Regions from separate parts of the Hordeum vulgare genome. Here region 2 is linked to region 1. The links are chromatin contacts, called in public Hi-C maps. All regions are on one chromosome and are shown on one strand. Each heading gives the region's core, a stretch centred on a gene start, on an enhancer-like site or on the middle of the called end of the contact. The rest is flanking DNA. Distances are from core to core; before and after follow the strand shown. Region 1 holds the start of LOC123427047 (elongator complex protein 3). Region 2 holds the start of LOC123427050 (plant UBX domain-containing protein 1).

Region 1 (5,218 bases), core at 266-2,765:
GAATCGAAAGGTTTTAGGCTTAGTAGAACTAAAACTGAATACATGAGATGCAGTTTTAGTGCTACTAGGCACGAGGATGGAGAGGTTAGCCTTGGTGGGCAGGTGGTACCGGAGAGAGACACGTTTCGATATTTGGGGTCCATGTTGCAGAAGGATGGCGATATCGGTGAAGACGTGGGCCACCGAATCAAGGCTGGGTGGATGAAGTGGCGCCAAGCTTCTGGCGTACTCTGTGACAAGAGAGTGCCACAAAAGCTAAAAGACAGGTTTTATAGGACAGCTATCCGACCTGCGATGTTGTATGGCCCGGAGTGTTGGCCAATCCAACAGTTAGGTGTGGCAGAGATGCGCATGTTGAGATGGATATGTGGCCACACAAGGAAGGATCGGGTACGGAATGACGATATACGAGAGAGACTTGGGGTAACACCGATTGAAGAGAAGCTGGTCCAGCATCGTCTCAGATGGTTTGGACATATTCAACGGAGGCCATCGGAAGCGCCGGTGCATAGCAGACGGATAAAGCGTGCTGAGAATGTTAAGAGGGGTCGTGGTAGACCAAACTTGACATGGGAGGAGTCCGTTAAGAGAGACCTGAAGGTTTGGAATATCGACAAAGACTTAGCCATGGACAGGGGTGAGTGGAAGTTAGCTATCCACGTTCCAGAGCCATGACTTGGTTTCGAGATCTTATGGGTTTCAACTCTAGCCTACCCCAACTTGTTTGGGACTGAAAGGCTTGGTTGTTTTTGTTGTTGTAGAGATTAAGTAGATCACTACTGAACAACTATTGTTTGCACTAATTAACAGTTCAATGAGACCTTGCCCTCACACCTCTCAGTCACAGAGATTAAGTAGATGACTACTGAACAACTATTTTCATGTTTCAGTTGCAATGCAAACTGAAGCATGCATTTTCTATTTCTAACAATGTATTAACAGCATCAGTAGTAGTGAATCACCTTGCCCGGATAGCGCGCATGCTGGTGGGCTCGTATCCAGTGTAGGACTGGGTGCTGTACTCGAAGTCGGAGTCGGGGCCTCCCGGGCAGTAGACGCAGATGTTCCCCGTGGTGGCGATGTGGGGGCACCGGTGCGGCTTGGACATGACGGCGACCACCGCGATGCCCGAGGCCGTGCGCACGGGCTTGGCGCGCAGGCGGGGCAGCAGCGCCGCGCGGTCCGCCTCCGGCACGGCGGCGATCATCTCCACCAGCTTGGGCGCGCGGGCGAGCCCGTAGCGCCGGCACGCGGCCGACTTGAGCGCGTTGAGGTCCACGTCCTCCCCGCGGCGCGAGAGCTCGCCCATCTCCGACACGATCTCCGCGATGGCCCGCACCCTCGCCTCCTCCTCGGAGAGTCCCGCGGGCAGCACCACGCCCCCGCGCCCCGGCGTTGGCTTCCGGCGGCGCGGCTGGTCGGCCGCTGCTGCGGCTACGGCGGCGGCCATCGGGAAGGGTTTCAGCGAAGGGTTTTTTTTTTTTTTTGCCTCGGGGGGAGGGAGGGACGAAACTGGGACCTGGGCTCGGTCGGTGTCTGGCCTTTGCCTTCTCTACCGGCCGGTTCGACGCATCTCCGCCCATCACAGCCGTCAGATCACGAAACGGACGGTGCGGATTAATCCACGTGGGACCAGAGTGTAAACAAGTATAGGCCGCCAGTAACTAAATTCTTTTAAGCTCACGGGAAAATCCTTTCTCCTCTGCTCTGCTCTGCTCTCTCTTCCCCCATCTCTTGCGGCAGAAGCAAAGCGCGGCGAGGCGAGGCGAGTCGGCGGCGGCGAGATGGACGGCGGAGGCGAGGAAGGGAAGCAGCAGCCGCAGCTGGTGCTGGCGCACAAGCTGTTCCTCCTCTCGCAGCCAGACGTCGACGACCTCGCCAAGGTCGGCCTCCGCGACGACGTCCTCGCCGCAGTGAAATCCGATGGTACCAAACCCTGCCTCCTCCTCGAATCTGCTCCCTCGCCCGAGGGTCGGTTTTGGCGGGGTCTGATTCGATCCGATGTGCTTGTTTTTCATTCCAGACATGGCGGCGCTGTACGAGTCGCTGGCGGCCGACGGCGTGCTGGAGATGGACGCGGCGCTGCTCGCGGAGATGCGCGGCAGGATCGAGGAGGAGACCCGCAAGTTCGACGAGAAGTGAGTGGATCTCCCCGGTCTACCCTTTTTCATGCTCGAATTTCAGGCTAGTTTCTAGGGTTTCAAGTATTTGTGACATTGCTCCATCTTAGTATATACTTTGACCACCCCAGATAGATTCTCTGATGATTTAGCCCTGAGAAACCTGCAGCGTTACGAGCTCTAGACTGTAATTGTGGAATCCTTCATTTGTTCTTGATGCTCCTGTTGTTTCTGAGCGTTATAATAACTAGTACTCCGTACTAACTAGTATTGGATGTCTTCAAAAATTAGTACTACCAAATTTTCTTTTCCTATATTGTTGGTATTATGAGATATGTAGGGAATACTAAAATGTGTAGGTATTATGAGATATGTAGGTATTATGAGATATGTAGGGAATACTAAATGAGATATGTTGGTATTATTTTCTTTTCCTATATTGTTTAAGGTTACTGATGGACAACCATCTAGATCTGTAGTGGAACAGCGGCTCTTGATAGTAAATAGAGAATTGATGTGTGCACAAACAAATCACTTGTCTCGAGAAAGGTCTGCAGTTTAAGCAGTCCGGAATTTTTCTGCAAAGATTGTTCCATTTCGCCCAAATGAAAATGTATGCTCGTGTTATCTAGGCTCTGAACTTCTGAAGTATATTGCTTCTTTTTACCGCCTTCTTCTGTTTCATCTGATTTCACATTACGTTATGTTTGTTCTTGGCTTCTACTGACTAATATCATTCACCTATCTATGCATAAAGGATTGCGGATGCTGAAGAGAATTTGGGTGAGAGTGAAGTGCGTGAAGCCCATCTAGCCAAATCCTTATATTTCATAAGGGTTGGCGAGAAGGTATATATATGTATCTACTGGCTTTCACCGTGTTAAGGTTGTCGATGCATGTTTCATCATTTTGTTCTGACCTAAATGTCCAAAATATCAGGAAAAAGCGCTGGAGCAGCTTAAAGTTACTGAAGGCAAGACTGTAGCTGTCGGGCAGAAGATGGACCTTGTTTTCTACACTTTACAGATTGGCCTTTTCCATATGGATTTTGATCTCATCTCAAAGTCTGTTGACAAGGCTAAAATGTAAGTATGAAGTCTTGTAGTTTAGCTATTTGCTACTGTACTTGTTTTGCATTATGATGTGTAATACTGAGCAACCTCCTTTCCTGATCGAAGCTTGTTTGAAGAGGGTGGTGATTGGGAGAGGAAGAACAGGTTGAAAGTGTATGAAGGCTTGTACTGCATGGCCACTAGAAATTTCAAGAAGGCTACTAGCTTATTTTTGGATTCCGTTTCAACTTTCACAACTTATGAGTTGTTCCCCTATGATACGTTCATCTTTTACACGGTCCTTACAAGTGTTATCACATTGGACCGCGTATCTCTAAAACAAAAGGTACATATTCATCTTTTCTCCTTTCAAGTCTGCTTTGTTAGCTGGAATGTAGATAGGATACCTATTTAACAATACTGTTGACAGGTTGTAGACGCACCTGAGATCCTGGCTGTTATCGGCAAAGTACCTCACCTCTCGGAATTTCTCAATTCCCTCTACGATTGTCAGTACAAGTCATTTTTTGTGGCATTCTGTAAGTGAAGGACCGCTTTATCCTGTCATATTCTTGCATTTGTTCTGATGAGCAGTGATGCTTGTTTGGCTGTTCTGGTGGGGTTAACTCTTTGGATTTCTCATATCTAGTCCATGTTTGTTTTCAGCTGGCCTGACGGAGCAGATCAAGTTAGACCGATACTTGCAACCACATTTCCGCTACTTCATGCGTGAAGTGCGCACTGTTGTCTATTCGCAGTTCCTTGAGTCATACAAGAGTGTGACAATGGAGGCAATGGCTGCCGCATTTGGTGTGACAGTTGATTTCATAGACCAGTAAGATTTCTTGTTGATGTTATTCTGGCATGTCATGCATCATCTCCTGGTGCTGATACTGTGTATGATAGTTAATGTCACTAATTTTCTCCTCCCTACACAGGGAATTGTCGCGCTTTATTGCTGCTGGGAAACTTCACTGCAAGATTGATAAGGTTGCTGGTGTCCTGGAGACGAACCGACCTGATGCACGGAATGCCTTCTACCAGTCGACCATCAAGCAGGGAGACTTCCTGCTGAATCGCATACAGAAGCTGTCGCGAGTCATTGACCTGTAGGCTTTCTTTGTGAGGTTTGGAGCAGCTCCTTGGCACAACCCTACCCTACCCAAGCTTCCCTTACAAGACTTTGCTTTGGTTCCTGCGGAGTACTGGCAGTATTGCATTTTGCGTTTCAAATCGATCAAAGGGAAAGAGGGGTAGTTTTTTTTTTAAAAATCTGAGGATTTGACTTGTAACCTAACTATATGGATCAAGGGAATTGCAGACCATTGTTTGTAGATGGTTGTTTCCAAGATGAATTCATCCATTTTTTATTACAATTTTGTGACCAGCGTTTTACCTTCTTTCAAGAAAACGAACACAATTAGCAACAAATACTCTGTGCCAACTGTTTGTAAAAAAATGCACCAGCAGGAGTGAGGAATGCAAGATTGCACGAGGGTTTCTAATTGGTCTCTTTCATGATTTCCTCTTACAACCCATTCAAACATGGACACCAATATACATCTGACATTTCCTGAAGGAGGAATAGTAACAGATAAACATTTCCGTTTGCTCCCACACAAAAAAAAAACATTCAAGTGAACGCTTCAGAATTGCGAAAAAATGACATTCCAGTGGACGCTTCAGAATTTCCAAGCGAAATAGATGAATTTGCCATGCTGTTGAATAGAAATTTGTCATTTTCTAGAGTAAAAATTGCCCTGTGTTGTATCTAAAAAATCTCAGAAAATTGCATTGCTGCATGAGAATAATTGTCATGCGTTTTTTAAGGATTTGTCATGCTGCAAACATGAAGAATTGCCAGCCTAAAAAAAGAAAATGATGAAAATTGCCATGCTAGAGATTTGCCATGTAGTTGAAAAAAAATGCCAAGCTACATCAACTAAAATGGTGAAAATTGCAATGCTCAAACAACATAATTTGCCATTCCAAAATGTATTCGCTCAGATTGTCATCTTGAGCAAACCATGTACTACCATCAGCTCA
Region 2 (5,451 bases), core at 499-2,998, 370 kb after region 1:
CAATTTTAGTGCCACAAATAACAGATAGTACTACAACAACATTGAATCATTCTTCAGTTATTTCCTTGATCTTCCTGATTTTCCCCTTCCTGGCCTCCAGGTGCCTTTTCTCTTGCTTCAACTTCTCCCTCTCCTCCAACAAACTGTTCCTCTCCTTCTTGATTTGGTCCATCTCCTACAGCAGGTTCACCTTCTCTAGCTTCTCTTGGTCTCTTTCTTTCTCTGCTTTGGCCCTTAGTACCTGATGGATGTTAGTGTCTGCTTTCACAGCCAAGTTCTTTTTCTCAAGCTCTTCCTTGAAGTCACTTAGAGCTATCTGTGCATTGCCTAACTCGGAAATTGCATCCTCCTTGTCAGCCACCATTTTAGCAAAGTCAACTTTAAAGAACCTCAGGTCATTTTCCATCTTCCTCTTATCTTGCACTACCTTGAAGACTTCTTCAGCATTAACTACATTCTGTCTCAACTTGTCATCAAACTCCTTGTCATACATATCCTAGATAGCAGCTAAAGCTTGCTTCAATGGGATTGGCCACTCAGAATCAATCCCTTGCACATGCTTGCACTTGGGTGCATCCTATTATTGTGTGCAAAAAATAAAAAAACATTAATACTTATGAAGAAGACTATGGCAGACTTATAATTTTATGAACAAAACATTGTAATTTCACAGATTATAATTTTATGAACAGACTATGGCTCAAGTACCTTAACACCTAATTGCACTGCTAGTTCACCTTTTTTGCACAGCCTAGAAACCTCCTGCCGCTATGAGTGGATCGAAACGCCACCAACTTCTCACGGGGGCTCCATGCTCACACAATGCAGGATGATTCATAGCCAGGCCGCTCCATTCCGTGCACTCCATGGTGGGAGGTGCATAAACATAAGGAAAATGAGTTCAATTTCTACACGTAACAAAATTCCCCTTTCTCCCTAGAACCATAACCCTAGATCCATCTGAGCAGAAGCGAACCTGGGTCACACAATCATCATCACACGATGAAGACGAGTAAGAAACATCAGACCAAGAAACCATGGCGTCCCTCCCCGTTGGCGGTGGCTGATGGCGATGGATGGCGGCGATGGGCGTCGACAGGTACGGTGGAGGGGAGAATAAATAGAGAAGGGAGGGGAATGAGAGCACCACGCGCGGCGAAGACGGGCTTAACCAGCGGCGGGAACGATCGTCTCGGCGCACCGTCTGTCCGAGCCCACGTGGCTCCGATGGGTGGGCCAGGTTGGCTAGTTTTGGTGTTAGACGCGGCTAGACTCTAGTTTAGTGCTATGTGTTACTCACTTGCCACACAAGTGGTGATTATTTTTGATTTTCGACAAAATTGATGGTTTTGGAGTATCCTTAGCACGATTGTAGTGGTTTTGGTTTAAAATTATAATGAACCCCTCCCTCCTCCCACACACCAGCAATTGAATGCTATTCAATAGTCTCCATTCCTACGATTCACTTATACTTTCTATACTTTCCTTTCTCATTCCTAACGTTTTAGACCTTTCCTACGATATCTTTTACCCGCGTTCCAAACAGGACCCAAGATATCTTCCAAGAAAATCCGGCAAAAAAGAAAAAACCCGGAGATATCTTCGACGGAAAGATTCACCCCTCGCCTGGGACCCGGTTGTCAGCCTCCGCAGCTCGGCTGCGCCCCGCCCCCGCGTGCCACACAGACCAGTATAAATGGGGCTACGGTCACGCGCCTGCACGCACCAGCACCTTTACTAGACCTGACCCGACCTGCAGCCGCGGCCCCACTCGCGGTGCCCCGTCACGAAGCCGGTTCCCTGACGGTGCCACGAAGGCCGTGCCCGACCCCAATGGAAGCAGAGTACCCCCAAATAAACCCTCTCCGCCTCTGCTCCAGGCGCCGGAAAAGGGAGGAGGACGAGGGAGGGATCGAGCTGCTGCTGTCCATGGATCTCGACGAGGAGGAGACGCGGCCGGAGCAGCAGGCGCCGCCTCGGGTCCCGGTACGTCTCCCCCCTCCCGCGCCCCGCTCCTCTTGGGTTTCTTGGGCGAGTTCTTGGCGGGGCGGAGTTCTTGGCGGCGGGATGGGCACGGTAAAGGCCGCGCGATCTTTGGTTGGGGGCGGAGTTTTTGGCGGCGGGATGGGTGGGGTAAAGCGAGGATTCGCGCCTTGGATCGGGTGGTGGGCGCGCTCTCTCCGGATTCTTTGCGTGGGGGGTTAGCGGGGCGTTCTTGGCTGGAAAGGGCGCAGCGATGGTGCGCTGGTTCTTGGGCATTGGTGCGTTGTGCTAGAAATTGCAGTTCTTGATGTTTCTTTACTTGCCAACTTTGTGTGTGGAGGAGTGATTCTTTACTTGTACACCCAGTTTGTGTGATTGGGGAATCCACCTGGCTGCATGCCTTGCGGAAGACGAGTTCTTTGACCTAGGTTTTAATCCATGGATTCTTTCAAATGAGGGTTCGTCTTTATCGCTGTTGGCTGCACGAGGTCTCAAGGGGGGAAATAAGCTCTGTAGATCGGTTAAGGTCCAAAGAATTTGTAGATCCCAGCAAATGAAGAGCCTGTTGTTGTTTCTTTGTGTCAGATTCCTGCAAACATTCTTGGAAGTGAAGGATTAGTGTTTTACCACCGCATTCTGTAGCCTCTATGGTTTGCATTTGAGAGATTCCGTCTGTACGAACATTGATGGCCATGAGAGGTTTAGGTGCCATCTGTAGCTTCGTCTACATGAAGCTCTTTAAGTTTTTACAATGCCTTGTTCGTGCTAGGCATGTATGGTTACCGGTTGATTGGCAGAAAAGCAGTACTGTATCTTGGGAGAAGTTTGGAGGGAGGCTGCCAGGTGCTCTGCAGAACAGCGTAATGGCTGAAACCTACATGCTGTCAACTTGTTATTGACAACATCAATACTCTTTTGTTTTGCTTGTGATAGATGCTCAATTATTCATAATTGTGTGCCCTCTGGTGTCAAATATGATTGAAAGCTGTCTGAACTTCAGAAAGACATCTATCGCTTCATTTGGAATACATTTTTGTGCCGTATTTCTTCTCACATTGATCCTTTTTGGAATAAGGACCCATGATTAGTCATTAGACTTTTCTGCTCAAGTGGTTGCTTTATGCTTTCTTGTCTAAATAATCGATAGGTTCGATAATTATATGAAGTGTAAAACAATTAGTCATAGCACTTGTATTCATCTGCCCATGAGAGAGTGTTCTTCTTTGGTCAGAACCTTTGTATCATCACTTCTCCACGAATAGAATAGTGAAAACGTAAAATGAAGTCTGACAACTACATTTTCTTCAAAATCACAGGAGAAGCTGAAAGCAGTGGGACAAGAGCTTGGACATGAGATCCGGATATTTTCAAGCACAACATTTGAGCTGATGACTAGCAAATTGCCCAGGGCAGATCAGGGTAAATGCATTTATTTGCTTTTGCTTTACTTCAATTCTGTTATGTCTCTTTATGATAATTGCATTGTGACATGAAAGCATGATTCATGCAGAGGAAGACGATGACTTTTATGAGCTTCAGCCTGGTGATTATTACAAGTTGATTTCCAATAGGCTTGCAGGTTACTTAAATGCTCTTTTAATATTGTCTGAGAACAGTTGCATTTTTATTACTTAAACATTCTACTTGGCATTGCCCAACCTTTCAAATTTCTTAACTGTAACCATGTTTAAACTTGACACCTTGCAGAACAATCGAAAGTTCTGAAGACTCGTAAAATAAGGGAAGCAGAACTTGCTGCTCAACGAGCAAGGCTAACAAAGGTAGGAAGGAATATGATGCACTATGCCACTATTTAGTTGTTATTATTATTATGTAGGACTAATACTACTTTTTCTCCTCTAGCTGATTGTATTTTGCTTATTGATTTTTATCTAGCCTTATATTAACAGTACCTTCGGACATGTTTTAAGGGCAAATTTGTTTCCTAGAGTAAATATATCTGCAAAGTCTATTCTCGCAAAAATAATAATCTGCAAAGTCTATCTGTTGGCATGTGAAATCTTATGTAGAAATACTTCAAATGATGCACATAGTTCTGATTATTTATTTTCAAAGTAGCTCCTTTTGCCTTTTCTTATTAATTCAGTATTATTAATTTAGTAGTAGACAATGCCCTGTCTCATCCTCATTTAATTGGTTTATTTTATTCGTCCATATCCGAATCTAGTTTCAGCACAAATTCCATTTTATTGCTAACCTTCTTAACTGTAGGCAGTGATGAGGGTTCGATTCCCTGATGGTTACATTCTTGAGGTTGAGTTTCATCCATCAGAGACAGTACATAGTCTGTTGGATCTTCTCATGAAAGTAATTGCTAGACCAGACCTGCCATTCTATCTTTGTAAGTTCCACTGCTCTTTTCAGATGACTGATGTAGAGTTTGACAAGTAATATTTTCCCTTTCCTCGTTTCCTGTTCACCAGTTCCTTTTATTTCACCCTGGTTTGGTTAAGGTCGGCTCAGTGTTTCCAATGATAAAACATTTGTGTATGAGTAGCAAATGTATATGTTGACAATCATGAAAAACAGGGAAACAACTAGTGTCCTATAAATAATTTGATGGTCTAGCTTTACATCATGTGAACAAAATTTCAGTGCTTTGAGCAAAGGGTTTTACATATTTTTATGAATCATTTGTTATGAAGTGCTATAAATTAATCAAATTCAGTTTGGTATACAACTATTCACAGCACTGACTTGTTGAGCTCCTAAGTACCCAAATTTGAAAGTGTTCTGATTGTATGGTCTTTTGACAATCATGACAAACAGGGAAACAACTAGTGTCCTATAAATAGTTTGATGGGCTAGCTTTACATAATGTGAACAAAATTTCAGTGCTCTGAGCAAAGGGTTTTACATATTTTTATGAATCGATTGTTAATTTGTTATGAACTGCTATAAATTAATCAAATTCAATTTGGTATGCAACTCTTCACAGCACTGACTTGTTGAGTTCCTAAGTACCCAAATTTGAAAGTGTTCTGATTGTGTGGTCTTTTGACAAGCTTGGTGACACCAGTGGATCAATTATCATTTTCTTATGCCCTTGATCTGAATATCACCAGTGTCCAAATTTTTGTCAGCTTGATATTGCATGTTTTAGATACAATATCTGTCCTGGAACCCATATGCCATATTACCTTCGATTGAACTTGTAGATGTTTGAGGATCCTCTAGTATCCATCCATTGGACTTTTCAGTTTTCACTTGGGATTTCCATAGATCACCTGTAATCGTGTATTAGAGATGTACCAGTTACAACTTCTTAATGTTGTTTTTATTGACTCCACAACAGACACAGTTCCTCCAAAGAAGCGAATAATGGACACCTCACAGGACTTCTACACAATTGGCTTTGTTCCTGGAGCTAATGTCTTCTTTTCTTATGATCTGCCAGAAGGTATGTATTTCTTAAAAACTATTATCATGATTAGAAAATAAGCAATC

What was found. Hi-C and Micro-C count contacts between places; a contact is called where the count stands out from the background.
Region 2: a contact with region 1 is called in a Hi-C map of seedling, with 5 times the contacts expected there. The contact joins the promoter of LOC123427050 here to the promoter of LOC123427047 in region 1. A contact is called at or near these places in 3 of 6 Hi-C or Micro-C datasets (leaf and seedling) and 1 of 1 datasets of contacts at active chromatin or transcription factors (embryo).

What each region holds. Positions count from the first base shown.
Region 1 is chr2H:533,986,480-533,991,697 of MorexV3_pseudomolecules_assembly, forward strand. It overlaps LOC123427047 (elongator complex protein 3), which reads right to left and starts at 1,516. Exons shown (of 9, transcript XM_045110984.1): 1 at 963-1,516. The coding sequence starts at 1,450. It overlaps LOC123427049 (26S proteasome non-ATPase regulatory subunit 6), which reads left to right and starts at 1,682. Exons shown (of 8, transcript XM_045110986.1): 1 at 1,682-1,926; 2 at 2,024-2,138; 3 at 2,878-2,968; 4 at 3,060-3,205; 5 at 3,299-3,518; 6 at 3,603-3,711; 7 at 3,839-4,007; 8 at 4,111-4,548. The coding sequence starts at 1,785. The coding sequence ends at 4,285.
Region 2 is chr2H:534,352,598-534,358,048 of MorexV3_pseudomolecules_assembly, forward strand. It overlaps LOC123427050 (plant UBX domain-containing protein 1), which reads left to right and starts at 1,749. Exons shown (of 8, transcript XM_045110987.1): 1 at 1,749-1,986; 2 at 3,300-3,402; 3 at 3,494-3,562; 4 at 3,691-3,764; 5 at 4,216-4,345; 6 at 5,300-5,404. The coding sequence starts at 1,834.